Regions from separate parts of the Mus musculus genome. Here all the other regions are linked to region 1. A link is a contact called in public HiChIP or PLAC-seq and promoter capture Hi-C data. All regions are on one chromosome and are shown on one strand. Each heading gives the region's core, a stretch centred on a gene start, on an enhancer-like site or on the middle of the called end of the contact. The rest is flanking DNA. Distances are from core to core; before and after follow the strand shown.

Region 1 (3,135 bases), core at 349-2,848:
GAATACGGGTGCACACGTTCTCAATAGCTTCCGCGAGGCGGGAGCGCGGACACACACAGACACACTCCGATACCCACCGACACACACGCAGGTACTGGGGTGGGGCGGTGACCGCTAATCCTCCACAAAGCCGGGCCCCTCCGGGGGGCCCCCCCAGCACAGGGGGCCACTTCTGACCAAGCCTCCCTCAGGCTCCAAATCTGATCCGCCCTCTCGCCTCTAGCGGGGTCAGGGGACCCGCCCTCCGAGCCCTCCATCCCCTCCCGGCTTCGCGCCGCTGCTCCACAGCCGGAGGGGCCAGGGCCGCCCAGCAGCAGCTCGCAGGGGCTGTTAACTCCTGCCCTGGGACCGCACCATCCCTCCTGCTATTCCAGGACGAAACCCGCGCGGGAGTGGTGGGGCCGAAGGTACCCTGTTTCCCGATGCGACGTCTTCTAGTTTTCTCGCGGATGTCTGGCCGGATGCACCCAGGAGTCTCCAGCTGCGTGCCGCTGGCCTTGCGTTGCCCGCTGTCGAGGCCCACTTTGCCAAGGGTGGCCAGCGCTCAGTCTCTAACCCTGGCCAGGTCCCTTAGCCACAATGAAAGGGCACCGATTTCAGAGGTCACACAGATTTCCTTAGAACGACTGTACCCATGCCGTTCCAGGCCTCCACCCCTAGATCTTGAGGACACCACTTCTTACCTGCCCCTCATACTCCAAGCCTTGGGAGGCCCAGCCTTCGCCCACTGACCCCGGCCGGGAACAAGATATCTTTCCGAGCCCTGTTGACCCTCTTAACACTCTCTTGGTCTCAACCCGGGCCTGACCGTCCTCTTTCACCCAAGATCTCCCATTCTGGCTATGAGAGCCCCCTCAACTCATTCCCCCGCCCTATTTCTGCCAGGCCTGGGCTTTTTGGGACTACTTACTCAAACTACAGCCCTTACACCCCCTCCCCAGGTCAGGGTTCCCTTTGGCGAGTCCGGGGCCAGCGGTTCTTGCTTACATTTGATGTTCCCCATCCCTCGACCCTAGGAGCCCTCTCAGCACACCAGGCTGTCCGGTGCAGGCCCCGCCTCCCGAGGGGACACCAACTCAGACCCTGCGACCTACCTTAGACTACGAGTCCGGGTTTGGGCCAGCCGCTCCCGCCTGGCGCTGTCCCCTGGAGAAGTCGCTGCGTTCCCCGCCGTCCTCACAGTCTGGCCTCGCTTGGGGCCACTCCTCTGAGCGCTGGAGCTTAAAAAAAAAACAACAAAAATATTAATAATAAAAAAGGCAAGAAAGAAAAAAAAGAAAGCCTGATTTCCCCAACTCCCAAATCAATTTTTCAAGAGGGGTGGGGCACAGGATTTGTTTCGATGGCTAACCAAACTTCTGCCAATGGTGGACAGGATGGTCGCCTGGATTCAGGGCGCGGCACGGGGTGCAGGACGGGGGCTAAGGGAGCCCTCCCGCAGGGAGGGGGGGAGGCGACGGCACTATTTGACGTGGAGCAGCCGGCTCATCCCGGCGCAGTGATACGAGGCGCACCAATGAGTTCAAATGTCAGGAAGTTTGAGGAGGGGTGAGGCGGCTCGGGGCCGGAGTATCCCTCCGCCGCCAGCCCCAGCTCTAAACCGAGCGGCTCCTCGGGCGCACCATGGCACTGGAGTAGTGCGGGGAGCGCGCCTGGAGCCCCGCGGCCTGCTGCGCCCCGCCCGGGACCCTGCTGCGACGCCCGCGCCCCCCCAGCCCGCGGGGCCGCCCCTGCACCCCCGCCCCCTCCCCCGCCCGCCGCCGCCGCCGCCGCCTCCTCCTACTCCTCCGGGCGGCTCCGCGTGCCGCCCGCTGCTGCAGCCGGGACCCGGGGCTGACAAGCAGGTGACAGGCGAGCAGCGAGTGCGCGTGGCTGCGAGTAGCCGGTAGAGAGCGGCGCGCGGGGCTGCCAGCCGCCCGGGCCCTCCCGCACGACGCCGGGGCCCGGGGCCAGCGCGCCGCCGCTCCACGCTCGCCCCGGGGCAGCGGGCGGCCCCGACCCCGCGGGCGCCGCGCCTCCCCGGCTGCAGCGGAGCGGGCGGACGGGCCGGAGGGTGAGCGGCCCAGCCGGCGGGGTCCGCAGCGCGCCGGGCGTCCCATGGATATAGCAACAGGTCCCGAGTCGCTGGAGAGGTGCTTCCCTCGCGGGCAGACGGACTGCGCCAAGATGTTGGACGGCATCAAGATGTTGGACGGCATCAAGATGGAGGAGCACGCCCTTCGCCCCGGGCCCGCCACCCTGGGGGTGCTGCTGGGTGAGTGCTGGGTCGCAACGCTCGAATAGTGCGGGTCAGGGGGTAGGGTTGTCCGTCGTGCCGCTGTGGATACCGGCGTGAGGGGCAAAGAATAAAGAAAATAGGTTTTCAGGACGTGGGGAGGGGGTCCGGACCCCTGGAATGACCACCGGAGGGGTAACAAGCACACCGAGACAGAGCTCCCTGAGGGGAAAACGTTCAGGGACGTCACCTAGACAGAGGACTGAACAGCCTCAGCCGTCACTCACACCGTCCTCTCCGGGTCTGGGTTCTAGTGCTGCTACACTGGACTGAGCTGGGGTGGGAAGCGGGTGGCAGGGATGCTGGAGAACCAAGTTGTCTCCTTAGAGCCCGGGAGAGAGGCCAGGTCACCTGGGGAAGGGGAGCTTTTAGAAGAGAAAACTATCCCCGGGTCTATCCCAACCGCGGTTCTTGGGGTAGAAGGTTCCAACAGCATCGTGGGGCGTGTCAGCCAGCGAGTGTCCTGGCCTCACCTCGCTGGTTGGGTTCCAGCCGGCCACCCCGCGCGGAGCTCCTTCTCGTTGGTAATAACACCATCCGCTGGATCTCCGCGAGCGGGGAGAGCGCAGCGCCCAGCCAAGGCTGCAGGCCCTCGGCCTCACGGCGCCCCAGCTTACGGAAAGGAGCGTGCTGTCTAGGGCTGCCGGGTCTCTGGCTCGCCGGCTGGGGTCCTCAGGCGACGGGAGGCGCTCCGGGGCTGGGCCAAGCGGCGCTGACGGCCCGGCTCTCGCCCTGTGCGCTGCAGGCTCCGACTGCCCGCATCCCGCCGTCTGCGAGGGCTGCCAGCGGCCCATCTCCGACCGCTTCCTGATGCGAGTCAACGAGTCGTCCTGGCACGAGGAGTGTTTGCAGTGCGCGGC
Region 2 (3,261 bases), core at 511-3,010, 890 kb before region 1:
TCTTTTAACTAAGTGTTAAGCCTCTATTTATGGCTGTGGTATAATTTAACTAACGCACCTGAAATTTTCTGGGATCCTTTTCTTCTTTTCACTGCCTTGAGCAAGATCTCCTTCATGGTGACCTTTGTGTTGTCTACTTGGATAAGGGAGAATCCATGAGCAGCATTTCTGTAGGGAAAGACAAGAACAAGAGTTATCACTATAGTTACACAACACTGGGAAAAGTTCAAAACAACAGTACAGAAAATGCCGGTGAATATTTTGGAGAAATCTGCCAGGCAGTGGTGGTACACATCTTTTATCACAGAACCAAGGCAGCCTGGTCTACAGAGTGAATCCCAGGACAGCCAGGCTACACAGAGAAACCCTGTCTTGGGAAAACAAAACAAAACAAAACAAAACAAAACCCATATTCCCAGGCATTTGTGAGGGCATTCTAATAGAAGCAGCATGAAGTGAACCAAGGTCAGAGTTGCTGCAGGCTTCTCTAATTCATTGCAGATTGAACCTGGTCTGCTTGTGTCAGAAGGAGCCAGATTCCCAGTTTTGGCTTGGGAGCCAAATGCTGTAGTAAAGACTGGCAGCTGACAGAGCCTGATTTATGTCAGTCCCTGTCACTGTAGGCAGAGACTACTGTCACAATAAGCTCCTCAGTGCCCAGAGAAAGAAAAAAGGCTCTTTTAACCGTCTAGTACAACACTGGTCTGCCCATTTATCTTTTGTTGTTATTTTGGTTTGTTTGGAGACAGGGTCTCAGTATATACACCAGGTTGGCCTCAAACTCAGAGAGCTCCACCTGCCTCTGCCTCCCTCCGGGTATTAAAGGTGTGCCCCACCATGCCCATTCCACCCCACTTTTAATATACAATCTGTGTATACTCCACTATAAGTGATTTTTTTACCTAGTCCTACAAAAATCAAACAAAATATTAGTTTAAGCAAAAGAAACGAAAGACAAAACACTAACACTGCTTGCAAGCTTGTAATCAAATTAGGTTGGAGAAGAATTGAGATTGAAAAAGAAAAAGAAAAGAAAAACAACAAAGACACAAACAACAAAAAAAACCAAACAGATGCTAAACCCAAAACAAAAAAACAAAAAACAAATGACAAAAACAACAACAAAAACTCATCCAAAACCAAAACAAACAAAAAACCCACCCAGTAGCTCATCATCTGGGTGAGCTGTCATTTCACAGAGACTGTTATTGTAGTGACAAGTGTCACAAAAATATACCCATTCCCCCCCTTTGGGCACTGGAATAAAACACACTAATTCCGAGTTGCTCATGTAAAAAATGGGACCCAAGTTTCCAACTATGGAACATGAAAATTGCTCCAAGGAGTTTGGTCACATTCCCATTTCCCCATAAGAATCTCAAGGGAAACATGGCCAAAACCCATGGCAAGGCTTAATCCTGACAAGAAATCTGAAGGAAAGCCAATCTCTGGGAAAGCTTTCCAATGGTAGATGAGGCTGGGATGGGGCTTGGAGCCCAGGCTAGACCCATCCAGGTAGCTGGTTCCCCACAGGGGCTATGGGCTAATCTAAAAACCAAGGATCTAATTTGTTTCCCTAACACAGAGACATGTCCACAGCACTCCTCTCCATGCAGCTTGCTGTTTACTCCTTGACGTCCCATTTGTTACAAAGCACAAAGCTGATGCTGCCCTGGCCAGCACAGCCATCCATTTTCACTTGGTGAAGGTTCTTTGCTATCGAGCAGCAGGCCTGAGAGCTGTCAAGCTAATTTTACTCAACACTCTGTTACTGAATCATGCCTGAGCTCCAACCATTCTTTACCTCAGAAGCTGGACCCCATCCCAGAACAATCTTTAAAAGTTTATTTTACTGATCAAAGCAAAATAAGAAATAGCTCTTTTTAAAAAAACTCTATTTTGGGAGAGCTGCTGTAAGTGAAACTTTGGCAAGGGTACTGATATGTAAAGAGCCTTGTGCATTAAAAACTTGCGGGTGTTTGCCTTGGCACTAGGCCAGTGAGTATTGGAACAAATGCCAATCAACCACACTCAGATCTGCCTGCCCCAGCTTTCTCCTCAGAAGTCAGTATGTCCTCCATCTGTGACAATATGTTGGGTGACAGATGAGTAGGGCCAAAAGGAAACACAAGTTCTCGGAGATTTGCAAACTAGTACTGGCCCAGGCCTCACGAACCCTCATCCACCCGGCAGCTACCTAACCGATGGTAGAGTTTGTCTGTTTATAAACTGCTGCATTGGCTCCCGTTCTTTGGCCGGCTGATAAAATCACTGCAAGCCAGTATGCTCAACTCTTTCAGCAAAGAGCAGAGTAAAAGCTTAACAGGCAGTTTCATATCTGGACTAACTTTCATAAATTCAAAGTGTCCTTTTAAGAGGTTTGAAGCAAAGGAAAATCCCCAGTCTGTATTTTTCTGTCATTTTACCAAAACATACCTGGGTGACAAGGTTAAAGCAAGCAGAGGAAATCCCTGGCCCTTCCCTCCACAGGCCTTACTGATAAATTGTGTAGTGGAGGAATAAAGAATCACCTTCTGTATTTTTTCATTACACTTTTCTTTTGTTACAGAATACATAAATCCATTGTGGCACAATGTAATATGTATCACCATGCTACACCTGCGGACGCTTCCGCGTGGCTGCCATGTCTGTGCAGTCAGGAATGATAAGTGAACCACCCGTGAATGTTAACGATAGTGATCATTCTGAGGTAACTCGGCTCTCCATCTTCCTTTACAGCCTCCAAGCTGAAGCCAGGGTAGCAGGGTTCATGAGAGGAAAATGAAAACAACAGTGAAGGAAGGAAGGGAGGGAGGAAGGAAGGGAAGAAGGAAGGAAGGAAGGAAGGAAGGAAGGAAGGAAGGAAGGAAGGAAGGAAAAAAGGAAGGGCAAGGGAGCATCGGATGCGGATGCATGTCCAGGATGTGTGCTGTCTGTCTTATTCTGGGCTCAGGACAGGGCATGCTGGGGATGCAAGCACAGACGACTGAGCACCTCTGCATCTCTGGTGGGATCCTTATTCAGGTCTATCATGAAACTCCATGTCAGAGAGCTGACTTACTGCTGCTGCCAGTAAACTCGGAGCTGGGTCCTCTCAAGTCTGCTAAGACAGTGAAGATCGCACAGGCATTTAAAACGAGCTCAGGGAGCTTAGTTTTGCGCCTCTGAAAGCCATGCAGTCACCAAAGAGGCTTCTGGGGCAGGGAGGGAGCCTGAGACATAGTCTGGCAATGAACTTGAGACCTTCCTATCTCAGCCTCC
Region 3 (3,242 bases), core at 358-2,857, 970 kb before region 1:
TCAAAAATTAGAATTCTGATCTGAGGCAGTTTGACTTTCATTACTGGGACAGACCTGGCAGCTTCTTTCTATCTAAACTAACAGGTTCACTTACTTGCTTTTAAGAAAATCAAGTAATTTGCCAAAGCTTCAGGGTTGGAGAATCAGTTTGTTAGTTGTTCCTTCAAATGAAAATATGTCCCATGGAATAAATGGCTAGTTCAGCTAGCAACTCAAAACAGCTGGACAAGTGCTTTTCCTTGGTGCAATGGCTGTCTCCAGGGACTTCAGGAAATGAACTAAGAATGGTGATAAAGTTGCCTAGAGAGCATAAGGCTCTGTGTTTAATCCCCAGTAACACAAAAAGAAACAACAACATCAAAACAAGTAATAGTTTAGGAGCACTTTGAATGATTCTCCTTGTGTTTACACTTTCTTTTTTTTTTTTTTTAAAGATTTATTTATTTATTATATGTAAGTACACTGTAGCTGTCTTCAGACGCACCAGAAGAGGGAGTCAGATCTCATTACGGATGGTTGTGAGCCACCATGTGGTTGCTGGGATTTGAACTCAGGACCTTTGGAAGAGCAGTCGGGTGCTCTTACCAGCTGAGCCATCTCACCAGCCCGTGTTTACACTTTCAATACTCCTTTCTATTTTAAGCATTAAAATCCCATATTATGTACTTTTTCTCCAGTAAGAGGAAATGAGAAGTTACACACTTAAAAAAAGTGTGCATGTGTATGTGTGTGTGCTTGTGTATATGTGTGTGTGCGCTTATGTGCGTCTATGTCCATACTTGATGTGGAGGCAGAGGATACCAGGTGCCTTGCTTGTTCACTGTCATATTCCCCTGAACCAGGGTCTCTCCATGGGTCTGGAGCTTGCCTCTATGGTGCAGGTGCACATGCAACCATCCACTCTTCCCCATAAGCCCTTTGCCTGCCTGGAAGGATTACTTTATCACGCTCCTATGTGGAAACTCGGAACAGCATGGTTTCCTCAAGTCCATACAAGGCTCCAAGCTTGGAACAAAACGGTTTTATACTTCTGTGCCTTGCCTTAGGCCCCACCCTCCCTTGGATTTTGGGGAGACTCATGGAGCCCAGACTGGCCTCTAATTCACTGTGTAGTCAAAGATGGCACTGAGTTCCTGCTCCTCCTGTCCCTGCCTTCTGGGTGCTGGTCCCCATACCTGAGTTACCACACTGGGCTGTCTCCTGCTTTCTCTACTTGTCAATTTGACTTTATTCTGTGATCAACTCCTGGCAGGTCTCCCCATCCTCCTCTTTATTATTTAACTACTTACTTTCTCTTCTGTGCTAACTTCCTGCATTTAACAAGATTTAGAGGAAAATCTAGGCACCCAAGCATGGTCGAAATTTGTTAGAAAATCACTCCCTAGAACAGTGGGTCTCAACCTTCCTAATGCTGTGGCCCTTTAATATAGCTCCTCACGTTGTAGTGATCCCTGACCATAACATTATTTTTGCTGCTACTTCATAACTATAATTTTGCTACTGTTATGAGTTGTAATATAAATATTTTTGAGGATAACGGTTTGCCAAAGGGGTGTGACTCACAGGCTGGGAACCGCTACACTAGGCTGAGTCACGAGACTTCCATGGGAAGTCCTTAGCTGAGTCAGTAGCACAAGCAGGACAGAACCTTTGTTCCTACTTCTGTGTAGCCCCAGGCCACTCACTTCCAGAATGAACTATTTGTCACCACAAGATAAAGTCCAACAAACCTAGGGCTCTATAGCATGTAGACACATCCCAGAGTTGCTACAAGTTAGGAGACATGTGGGAACTCACAGCACTTGCTTGATAGATGAAAGGGTCCCTTTGTCTTTATACTTTCATCTTTTGAGACAAATAAGCTTTTTCTATGAAGAACCAGAGGGCAGATATTTCAGGATTTGTGGAAAAATTAAAAATATATTATAGATACATCGGAACACAGAAAAATGTTTCACTTTTTTTCACAAAATTTAATATATAATAGTGAAGTACACTTGGCCAACTTTTAAGGGGATGTAGCAAGAAAGGATGAAGGTTTTCCCTTTGGGGAGATAATTCACCTAACTACCAGTTAAATTATTGTTCCCAACATGAATTCAAACCATCACCCTAAAAACTGTTTATCTCAGCCTGCCCTCCCACTGCCCACCCCAGCCCAAGGCCTTGCTCCCTCCCTCCAGTTGGCTCATTCTATGCAGGTGCCAGGCACGGGCAGCAGCTTGAGGCTTCTCCCCTGGGGAGAGCTGGGTTCTGCCTCGCGTTTTCTCTCCCCAGCCTTCAGCACTTCTTGCACTGGTTTGGTGGTGACAAACTTCACTTTCTGGCTGTCTGCAATGTCTTTAGTTTACTTTACCCTCAGCTGAGGACCACTTGGGAAAATGCAGACTCTGGGTAGATATTACTTCAGTGTGTTAGAGCCGCCACTTCTTTGTCTTTTGGCTGGCATTGGTTCTGACGGGATGTCGGCGATCATTCCTATCATGGTTCTTCGATGTGCACAGCCGCTTTCTTACGGTGCTTTCAAACTTTTCTCTTTATCACTGGGTCTCAGCAATTTGATTATGATGTGACTTGATGTAGTTTTCTTTGTATTTATCCTGCTTAGCCCTTGCTAGGCTTCCAAGGTTAGTAGTCTGATATTTTAAGTCAGATGCTGAGCAGCTCTTTGTTCCCTGAGACTGCAGCTACAGAGCTGCTGGAGAATATGCTGGGGCTGCTGGCTCTGCTCTCAGCACTGGCTGCAGTCTGAGCCATTTCTATTGCTGTCTTATGGCTCACTCACCATGGCAGGCGGACTCTGAACTATCCCCTGATGATGCTCTCGCCTGATTCTCATGGCTTTATGTAACCCCTTGCTGTTTATGAGATGGCCTTGTGGCTTGCTTCTAATAAACAGGAATACAGAATACTGTGGAGATGGCATTCTGAGTTAGCTCATAAGAGGCTAGGGTTCCTTGCTAGCATTCTCTTTAATGCAGCCCACCATCATCTAGTTAGTTTTTCTATTGTGATAGCCAGGTGACATAGAACTAAAAGCATTTCTGCCAGAGACCATTCAGTGAACTTAAAGCAGATTTTTTTTTGAAGTTTAGTTTTTTCTTTCTTTCTTTTTTTTTTTTTAGATTTATTTATTATTATATCTAAGTACACTGCAGCTAAGATGCACCAGAAGAGAGCATCAGATCTCATTACAGATGGTTGTGAGCCACCATGTGGTTGCTGGGATTTGAACTCAGGAC

The links. Promoter capture Hi-C pulls out the DNA fragments that hold promoters and counts their contacts. HiChIP or PLAC-seq counts read pairs in DNA pulled down with a chosen protein or histone mark.
Region 2: a promoter capture Hi-C map of stem cell-derived epiblast-like cells shows a contact between it and region 1, with 4 times the contacts expected there. The contact joins the enhancer-like site here to the promoter of Lmx1b in region 1. A contact is called at or near these places in 5 of 39 promoter capture datasets (the 3T3-L1 cell line, hippocampal neurons, liver and 1 more), 1 of 484 Hi-C or Micro-C datasets (bone marrow-derived macrophages), 1 of 115 datasets of contacts at active chromatin or transcription factors (embryonic hindbrain) and 1 of 9 other capture datasets (liver).
Region 3: a contact with region 1 is called in an H3K4me3 HiChIP or PLAC-seq map of embryonic forebrain, with 4 times the contacts expected there. The contact joins the enhancer-like site here to the promoter of Lmx1b in region 1. A contact is called at or near these places in 5 of 39 promoter capture datasets (the 3T3-L1 cell line, the C10 cell line, the HPC-7 cell line and 2 more), 1 of 115 datasets of contacts at active chromatin or transcription factors (embryonic forebrain) and 1 of 9 other capture datasets (liver).

The regions. Positions count from the first base shown.
Region 1 is chr2:33,639,561-33,642,695 of GRCm38.p6, reverse strand. Lmx1b (LIM homeobox transcription factor 1 beta) reads left to right here and starts at 1,598. Exons shown (of 8, transcript NM_010725.3): 1 at 1,598-2,254; 2 at 3,021-3,135. The coding sequence starts at 2,098. Gm39790 (a long non-coding RNA gene) reads right to left here and starts at 3,035. Exons shown (of 3, transcript XR_866136.3): 1 at 2,749-3,035; 2 at 2,466-2,626; 3 at 2,225-2,317. It overlaps C130021I20Rik (Riken cDNA C130021I20 gene), which reads right to left and starts at 1,503. Exons shown (of 3, transcript NR_046275.1): 1 at 1,352-1,503; 2 at 1,095-1,220; 3 at 1-569.
Region 2 is chr2:34,530,695-34,533,955 of GRCm38.p6, reverse strand. It overlaps Mapkap1 (mitogen-activated protein kinase associated protein 1), which reads right to left. Exons shown (of 12, transcript NM_177345.4): 7 at 59-168. Among named protein-coding and RNA genes, the nearest start is that of Gm34178, 43 kb to the left of the region's middle. Within about 2 kb of position 1,760, at least 42 of the 459 cell types and tissues checked have an H3K27ac peak or open chromatin away from gene starts, as enhancers often do.
Region 3 is chr2:34,608,081-34,611,322 of GRCm38.p6, reverse strand. The region is part of intron 10 of Mapkap1 (mitogen-activated protein kinase associated protein 1); the gene reads right to left. Among named protein-coding and RNA genes, the nearest start is that of Gm34372, 29 kb to the left of the region's middle. Within about 2 kb of position 1,607, at least 48 of the 459 cell types and tissues checked have an H3K27ac peak or open chromatin away from gene starts, as enhancers often do.